Regions from separate parts of the Mus musculus genome. Here region 1 is linked to region 2. The links are chromatin contacts, called in public HiChIP or PLAC-seq maps. All regions are on one chromosome and are shown on one strand. The core of a region is the stretch at or near the end of the contact, and the rest is flanking DNA. Distances in the headings are between cores, read along the strand shown. Region 1 has its middle 6.0 kb from the start of Gm39880. Region 2 holds the start of Chst1 (carbohydrate sulfotransferase 1).

The links. HiChIP or PLAC-seq counts read pairs in DNA pulled down with a chosen protein or histone mark.
Region 1: an H3K4me3 HiChIP or PLAC-seq map of embryonic forebrain shows a contact between it and region 2, with 4 times the contacts expected there. The contact joins the enhancer-like site here to the promoter of Chst1 in region 2. A contact is called at or near these places in 16 of 39 promoter capture datasets (the 3T3-L1 cell line, 3T3-L1-derived adipocytes, the SN4741 cell line and 11 more), 5 of 484 Hi-C or Micro-C datasets (brown adipocytes, cortical neurons, embryonic fibroblasts and 1 more), 14 of 115 datasets of contacts at active chromatin or transcription factors (SST interneurons, VIP interneurons, astrocytes and 11 more) and 1 of 9 other capture datasets (embryonic stem cells).

Annotation. Positions count from the first base shown.
Region 1 is chr2:92,771,345-92,775,451 of GRCm38.p6, forward strand. No RefSeq gene overlaps it. Among named protein-coding and RNA genes, the nearest start is that of Gm39880, 6.0 kb to the right of the region's middle. Within about 2 kb of position 1,462, at least 50 of the 459 cell types and tissues checked have an H3K27ac peak or open chromatin away from gene starts, as enhancers often do. A contact at or near this core is called in the SN4741 cell line, VIP interneurons, astrocytes and 5 more, where this site is marked.
Region 2 is chr2:92,598,206-92,602,054 of GRCm38.p6, forward strand. It overlaps Chst1 (carbohydrate sulfotransferase 1), which reads left to right and starts at 1,502. Exons shown (of 3, transcript NM_023850.2): 1 at 1,502-1,943.

The sequences.
Region 1 (4,107 bases), core at 212-2,711, 170 kb after region 2:
TTACTCAGCAGACCAGCCGGGAAGCAAAGAGACAAGGTCTACCATCCCTTTCCAGGCCATACTTGCAATGACCTAAATACCTCCTACTGGGACCTAGCCACTTCCCAGCAGTGCCATCCTAGAGACTAAGCCTTTGGGGGTCATTCAGGATCCAAGCCCAGTATTGAGTGGACATCTACACTGTTGATGAACCTTGGTTTTCCCAGGGAATGGTCTAAATTTTAGTGTGGAAGTCTCATCTCCTGGGGTAACCTCTTACCCTCAGCAGACCAGGATAGCTGGACCCATAGTGGTCCTTGAATCAGCTAATTGAGATCTGATCCTGCCGGAAGTATCATCAGGGCCATGCACATGTCTCAGGGTGCCACTCTGTCACCCAGAATCACCAAGAGGAGGTTTCCAAGTCAGAATCACTGCTTACCAGGAGATGCTTCTACCTTTTGGGTGGGGCATAATGAGCATGTCTCTTAGGAGCACAGAAACCTGTCTAGGGGGAGCATCTAGAGGAGCTAGACCAGTGTCTTCATGATCCTTTAACCAATGGTGTCCCTCCTTCACCTTAATAATCTAACCTGGCTATCAGAAGTGATTGGTGAAAGCAGATAGACAAATCAAGCAGAGTCCCACGTTCTGACTCTCCCCACCATTGCATCGGGAATTATAACGAGTGCTTTATTGATGTGCCCACCTCGTTCCTGATGCTTCCCAGTGTGGTCTGTCTGTTGAGTGACTCCATCTGGGACAAACTGGTGCTCCGGAGCCTGGTGATGGTGGTTAAGAGAGATCTAAGAGGCACTTCCCAGATCTGGGGGAGCCAGAATTTTCTGCTTGGGCTTACTAGGTGTGAGATACATATCCAGAATTCTTTCTGCTGTTGGCTGTGACAATGACATATAGGTCTGGAAAAGGATAGGCTTGTATAAGAGAAGCTGATTCTAAGAGGGCTGGTGGGTCAGGAGGCCTGCTCACAAACTCTCTGCCAAAGCAGGGCAGCATAAGAGGGGAGAAATGTTTTTCAGTGGCTAATCCATTCTGGCTACTGGCTCCTAGCTGATGAATTTCTGCCTGCATTTCTGGTGGTAACATTCTTTTCTTAAATGGGAGCCATCATGTAATTCAGAGTTCAGCCTGGCTACCCGCTAACACATCATGCAGAAGTCTCCTCCTGAAGTGTGATCCCATCCACAATCCTGCTTGTCTGTGGGAAGCCTGAAAACACAGCTAGCACACAATAGGGCCGCACAGATCATAACAACAGATCTTTTTCATAACACATAGCAGGCAGCTGTGGTGTCTCTGGGGCTCAGGTAGAGAAAGACTGCCCTTCCGGGCCGCCCTGGGTCACTGGTGGAAAGATTGTATTTGATCGCAGTTTAAGCATGAGTCACAGAGACAACAGAGAGAAACTAGCACTAGGCATTTGGTGTTTTCTGGCAACGAGGCTCCAATTTATCTTGGCAGCTGCTTCCACCATCAGGGATGGAAGGAGGAAAGACGGTGGCATGACAGAGAAGCAAATGTGTCAGCCAAGGAAGAGAGGCCATTGATTCCGGCTTCCAGAGGAGACCCCAGCTGTTCCTGGGATGGAAGCCCACTGGAACACTGGATGCTGGTCTAGCATTTGGATGCCCACAGCGTGGAAGATGATTCCAGAATCACAGGGCAGGGAAGCAACTTTGAGGTCAAACTTTTGCCCTCTAGCAATTGTCCCTGAAGTGTGTGTGTATGTGTGTGTGTGTGTGTGTGTGTGTGTGTGTGTGTGTGTGTGTGTGTGACTTCTATGTGACAGCCTTCCTAAAGCTTGGTGACTTACTAGAGTTGGTGTTAGTGTCTGATGTGAATGTGGGTGCCAGGGTGGGGGTATTTCCCTATGGCTGTTTCCAGTTAACCCTTTGACGAGAGCCAGGGTTCATGTCTATGCCCAGGGATTCTGGCGGCTTCCGTGACACTGGAAATCAACTCCACTCCTGGAAGGAAATGCTGGTCAATCCTAACACCAAGAGCATAGGGAAAGAGATAGATCGGTGGATCCTGATGATAAACAGCCCACCTCAGGAGCGCAGAACTTTCTAAGGACATTATTTCAATAGCACACTATTCTCCAGCCCCAACGTCTGCCATCTTTGGAGTAGCAGACCCTCCATATTTCAGCTTTCTTCTCTGAACACAAAGACCCTTTTCTTCCTCGGGGTCTTTGCTGAGAGATAGGATCCTTCCTGACAGTGTCCCATGTGAAGAGGAACAGAAAGTCTGTAGTGAGGCAGCCCTGAATGGCACCTATCTTCAGCATCTCCAGTTGTGTGAGCTTGAAAATTCTTTTAGGCCCTTTATATCCATTGTGGAAAAAGAAGCACGTGGCCTGCCCAGGCAGCTGTCTTTTGAGATGAAATGAGATATAACAGCGCAAGAGCCTGCTTAGAACCTCCTGGTCCAGGAAGGCCGGTGCTGAGTCTTAGTTCTGGTCCCCATCTCCTTTGGTTGTTCCCTCTTGCCTGTTTGGTGAACACCAGCTTGGTCTCTAATGCTCAACCTGTTATGGTCTTCCCTAGGTTGCTTCAGCCCACATTCAGAAGAAAACTGAGCAGCCTTTCACCTCCCCCTGCTCCCTGTCATGTCCTAGTTGAGCACGCTGACAACTGACTGACCTACTACACATCTGTGTGTCTAGAAAAGTGGAAGTTCTAGCACAGGGGGAGAGGGCTTTATTCACTCATTTATGTCAGTGCTCAGTGCTCAGTGCTCAGTGCTCAGTGCTCAGCACACTGCGTGGGGCCTGCATGTGCTTGGTGAATGACTGTGAGTGTATGAACACTTGCTGGGCTTTCCCAGAACCCAGGAGCCCTTCACTCTTTCAGCACCTCCCTTTTTTAATCCCTAGAGGTGACTGGCTTCTGCCCCTGTGCTATGGCATACAATAGCACACAGCGGCTGCCCTGAGTCTAATGTCCCAAGGCTGTCATGGTTCCACTGCATCCTAGATGCATGAGAACCCTGCAGGAAAGGTGTGCCTCCACCAGAGTCATCGGTCCTTACACATATAAAATGAAACTGGCAGGCAGGAAGCCTGACTCAGCCCCCTGGGCCTAGAGAAACACTCCCTGCAGCTGAGTCTTCTGGATGCAGAGTGGGCTTGAGTTCATATCCTCCCCTCTTCTCACTGGCTCTGAGAGCCTGGATCAGTCACCTGATCTTAGAACTCCCTCGAATTCCTTTAATGCTGTCCATAGCATTGTCATTTTAAATCATAGACGGCACGGAACAGACAGGAGATGTCTGGTTCTTCCCAGTCTCAGATCCATGACCCTGGCTCTGGCAGATGAATGGCTACTGGCAGATTATGGATAATGTAGCGGTGCTGATGGTCAAGCTATTCCTGGGTCCTTTGGGATTTTCCAGGAGTTTGGCAAGTGATTGGGTGCAAGTGCTAAGTGGTCAATGAGCAATGGATGCTATAAATGCTAGAAAGCTGTCATGTGAGCATTTAACACACGCTGTACCTGCATGAACCACAAACAAGCAGATAATAATTCACCCTTCTCTATAGCCACACTGGGCAGCTGATACATGCATATATATAATTAATAGATGTATCCAACCTATTAATTAATACCTGTTCATAGCAGGCAAGTATCACTGCTCTCTCTACTTGGAGTCAGTGACTATTTTCCCTACCCTTCCCCCTCCTTCAAAGATATCTCAATGCCCGTATTCAGCTTGAAGAAGTTATGAAGAGTCATTGTCCAAGTTCCCTGGGCTTTGGGGCTGGAGATAGTTTTGGGGGCTGGAGGTAGTTATTTTAAGGTTGCCTTTTTAAAAAAAATTTGGACAGAAAGGGTGAAATGTAGCAGAATCCCACCCACCCCCAATTAATTTGAATATTAATACAAAAAGAAGCCTGTGATTGGACAGGGAAAAGGAAGGCAGAGCTAAGAGTTTCAGAGACAGGGACAAGAAGGGAGGAGAAGGAGGAGGAGGGCGAAAGAAGATGAAGATGGGTAGAGAAGAGGATTAACCTTATCCATGTGGCTTTAAGTAGCCATAGGTAGCTATGAGTATCATAAAAGGATAGAATAATTGGGATAACTTGTCTACTGTAGGTGGGCAGCT
Region 2 (3,849 bases), core at 252-2,751:
GAGTTTATAGTTAGGGGTTGGCAACTGTAACCAAGACAAATGACCATGTGGCCTACTGGGACCCTTGGAGCAGAGGTCTTCACGTCATCTGGTTCCATGTGAAGCCTTTTCTGAAGATATGCCCCTTGGGGTCTCCGGGAGACTCCTAGACATTATGTTATTCCCTTCTTAGCGAACAAGTAAGCATCCACCCAAGCTAACATGGGAGCTGTTGCCCTAGGAGATAAGAAAAAGCACCTCCATTTTTCCTCGTGAGGAAACTGAGGCACGGGTGGGGGAGGACTGCATCACATGGTCACACAGCAGACTCACAAAGGCTCCTCTGCACTGAGAACTTCCAGGTGAATATAACCTCATTAAAAAACAAAACAAAACAAAAAAAAAACCCGTTGTTCTCTGCACCGTATCAGGAGTGACAGACGGATGGACAGATCGTGTTCTAGGAGACGTAAGAGACGGTGGAGATGGAAGCCCACTCCTTTGGACGATCGCTACCACTCTGGACAAAGTCTACTACTGCCTTTGGTCCAGAGCCCTGCAAAGTACCTACACATCTTCAGATGGGAAACAGGTCAGGATGGGGTCTGGGTTTGTGCGCATGGACACCTTGGTGGCCAATGGTAGAAGTGGGTTTTCCCTCCTCTTCAGTTCAGGGCCACAGGCATTCCTCTGCTGGCTTCATTTTTCCTCCAGGCCACACTGAGGGCTCAGGGGTATGTTTCTCTTGTCACTAGCTATAGTGTTCGGTGCTTCTGACATGCAGGAGATGCTCAGTCGATATTTATGCAGAGAACGAAGGACCACTGTAGTGCCAGGGCTTTGCCGCTGTCCTGGTCCCACAAGTGCAGCTTGTGGACTGGTAACTACCTGGGAAGACAGATGCAGCCTAGGAGGAAGGGGCTGGGCAGGATGGAAAGCTTCCTCTAGCAAAGGAACTCTAGTGTCCGACTAACTGGCCAGCTCCACCCAGCCCCTGCTGAAAGGGGATGACAGGATCTGGGGCAAATGAAACATTTCTTTAGTTGTGGGTGATGGAAGAGAAGCAGGGGCATGTAGTGGAATATCGACTTCAGTTCTGGGTTTGGGAGTCTCTGATTGCCCTGGCTGGGGAAAGGAGCCAGGGTCAGGTTGGGGCTGTAGCCAGACTTGGGTATCCAGAGGCTTTGGCTGCATAGATAGAGCCATGCCTTCGCTAGGGCGGGTGTAGGGGGAGAGGGCAGGCCAAGAGGTACCCGTGCTGCTGCCGCTTGGCCTCCTCAACTCGGGGGTGGGGGGTGGGGGGTGCGGGGTGGAGGGTGGGGGGTGTGGCTGCCTCGGCCCGCCGGTGGGTTGGCTCCGGAGCCCTGCTAGTGGGGGTGTCCCGGCGCTCCCGGCCTGGGCTGCGCGGGGGGGGGGGGGGCGGGAGGGCGCGCGCTGACGGGGTCGGGCGGAGAGGGGGCGGGCGGCGCTGGGGGTGGAGCCGGGACCGCAGCGCCTGCCACCCGCTAGCTCGGCGCTGAAGCAACCACCGCTGCTTTTGACTCCGAGACGCAAGGAGGGTACTCCGTGAGGCTCTGGCCTCCGAGGCTGCTGCTGTCCTCCGGAGACTGGGGCTGCAGTGCTCGGTGTCCCGGTGCCTGGCCCTGATCTCTCTCTCTCTCTCTCTCTCTCTCTCTCTCTCTCTCTCTCTCTCTCTCTCTCTCTCATCAGGAAAAGGCACTGTGCAGAGCGAGCCACCCGGAGCTAGCGCCCCCGAGCCATGGAGAGGGGCCCGTGAGGGACGCGCGGAGGCGGAGGAAGAGGCTTGGGAGGAGGGAGGCCGAGGAGCAGGGCGCGGGAGGAGGAGGATGCCGCCGCCACCTCCACCGCCACCACCACCCGCGGGCCCCCGGAGAGCCTGACTCTAGACTAAGGATGGAGCCAGCGCTGGGCGCTGCAGCGGCTCCCGGCGCGCCCGCCACCAGGTATCGGCCGGGTCTCCCGGGCCCCGGGGCAGGCGGGAACGGACTGCACCGCAACAGCCGGGAGGGGCGGGGGCGCGGGCGCGGCGGGAGACGCCCCTAGCTCAGGGCCGGTGTCTCTGGGCGGTGCGCGGAGGCGGTGGCTAGGGACCGCAGAGTGCTGGGCGCTGGGAGAGGTTGGCTGGGGCTAGTAGCCCTCCGGAGAGCTCCGCGATCGCTCCTGACCTCCTCCTCTGGTGAGGGCAGCAAACTTGGGATAAACGTCTGCCCGGGGCTCCTGTTCTGCTGCTGCGGTACCCGCTCGGGTGTCTGCTCCGGGTTGATCATGCAACAGCCTGCTAGACCCGAGCGGCCGAGGTTGCCAGAGACCCTGAGGTTCCCGTGCCTCCTCTAACTTTACAAACCAGGCTTACACCCTGAGGCAAAGCACTGTCCCGGCCTCTTGCTTATAGCCTCGGTCTTGTATCGGCTTCTACTATGCTGGTGATAGGCTGGGCCCTTAGGAGACTAGGGCTGCCTGACGGTGCAGAGCTTCCCCCCACGCGAGGCCAAAACAATCCTAGCACCTCTCTGAGTAGGATATGGGGTGGTCAGCTTCTTTCGGGGTCCAGGGAGGGACACGGTGCTTGACTTTACAGTAACAGTAGACAGTGGCCCTAGCTGGAATCTATGGGTTAAAAGGCCACGCTATCTGAGGAAGGAAGGTCCTGCTAGGATGGCACCTTGGCTTGATTTCAGGTACCTCACCATGTCACCTCTCCCTACTCCAGGTCTGCCTCTTTTTAAGATTACATTCCTAGTACCCACTTCCTGATGGGCTTAACCGTTTAAGCAAGAGGCTTCTGGACACCAAGGCTTTTGGGGTCCAGGACCAGGGATGTTATAGCTGACTGCTGAGAGGTTGAGGCTGGGACAGGGGAGGTGCATGTCCAAACAGTGACAGGAATTCAGCCCACTGTCTTCTGGAGCCTAGGGACATAGGAAGACACCTATGGTGGAGGCAGGAGGCAAGCATCCTGGCTGAGCAGAGAACTGGGAGCCACTTGGGAAACCCAAGGATACCAGTGGATGTAAGAGGCAAGTTGAGATGGGCTCATAGGCTAGGGAGATACTTTCCGGGGTTTCTTAGCCCTTTAGATGGGACCAGGCTGTCTCACAAAGAGATCTTACCTGGCAGGCAGTTCCCAGGCCCCAGTCCCCAGTAGCTGCCACACTTGTAGGCATCCTGATGACCCTGTTTCTTTTTCAAAGTGCTTCTATCGTCATGACTCACACTCTGGAGTCACCAGGGAGGTATCAAGCTTCCACCCTAGTCTATTCCCCGCCCTCTTGGGTCTTTAGGGAGCTGCCAGGAAAGGAGGGGGTGGATATGCCCTTGGTCTTGGACCCCTGCAGGAGCCTAGTGTGACAAACTTTCATTGCTTGCTGGTGGGTGAGTTGGCTCGAGACCAGCAGTCCAGGTCATGGTATCTGTGGGGAGAGGAGGGGTGTGCAAGTGAGAGAAAGCCATTGATGATTATGCCCCAATATTGCTGGAGCTTTGAGATCAGGACCCCCCCCCCTTCTCTGTCCCCTAACTCCTTGGTTTCTTCATCTCAGAGCAAAAACCCCCTCCCCGACTCCAAATCCAAATTTCCCTTTTTGCCGAGTGGTTGTGAAGCTTTGGGTTAATGGCTCCCTTCTGAGCATCCTAAGTTAGCCCACTTCCTCCTACCCTCGCCCCCATGTCCTGTCGGCTCAGTGCAGGCTCTGATTCAAGGTGTGGGTTTAGATTCTCAGTGCCCTCTCCCAAGGGCCCTGGCTCCAAAGGGAGGGTGGCACTGGGGAATGCTAGTGCAGGGAGTAAGTCAGGCTGCACTGGAGGAGGGACCTAGCTTTGTTCGACTGAGTCTGAAAGAGCCCTGGGTGT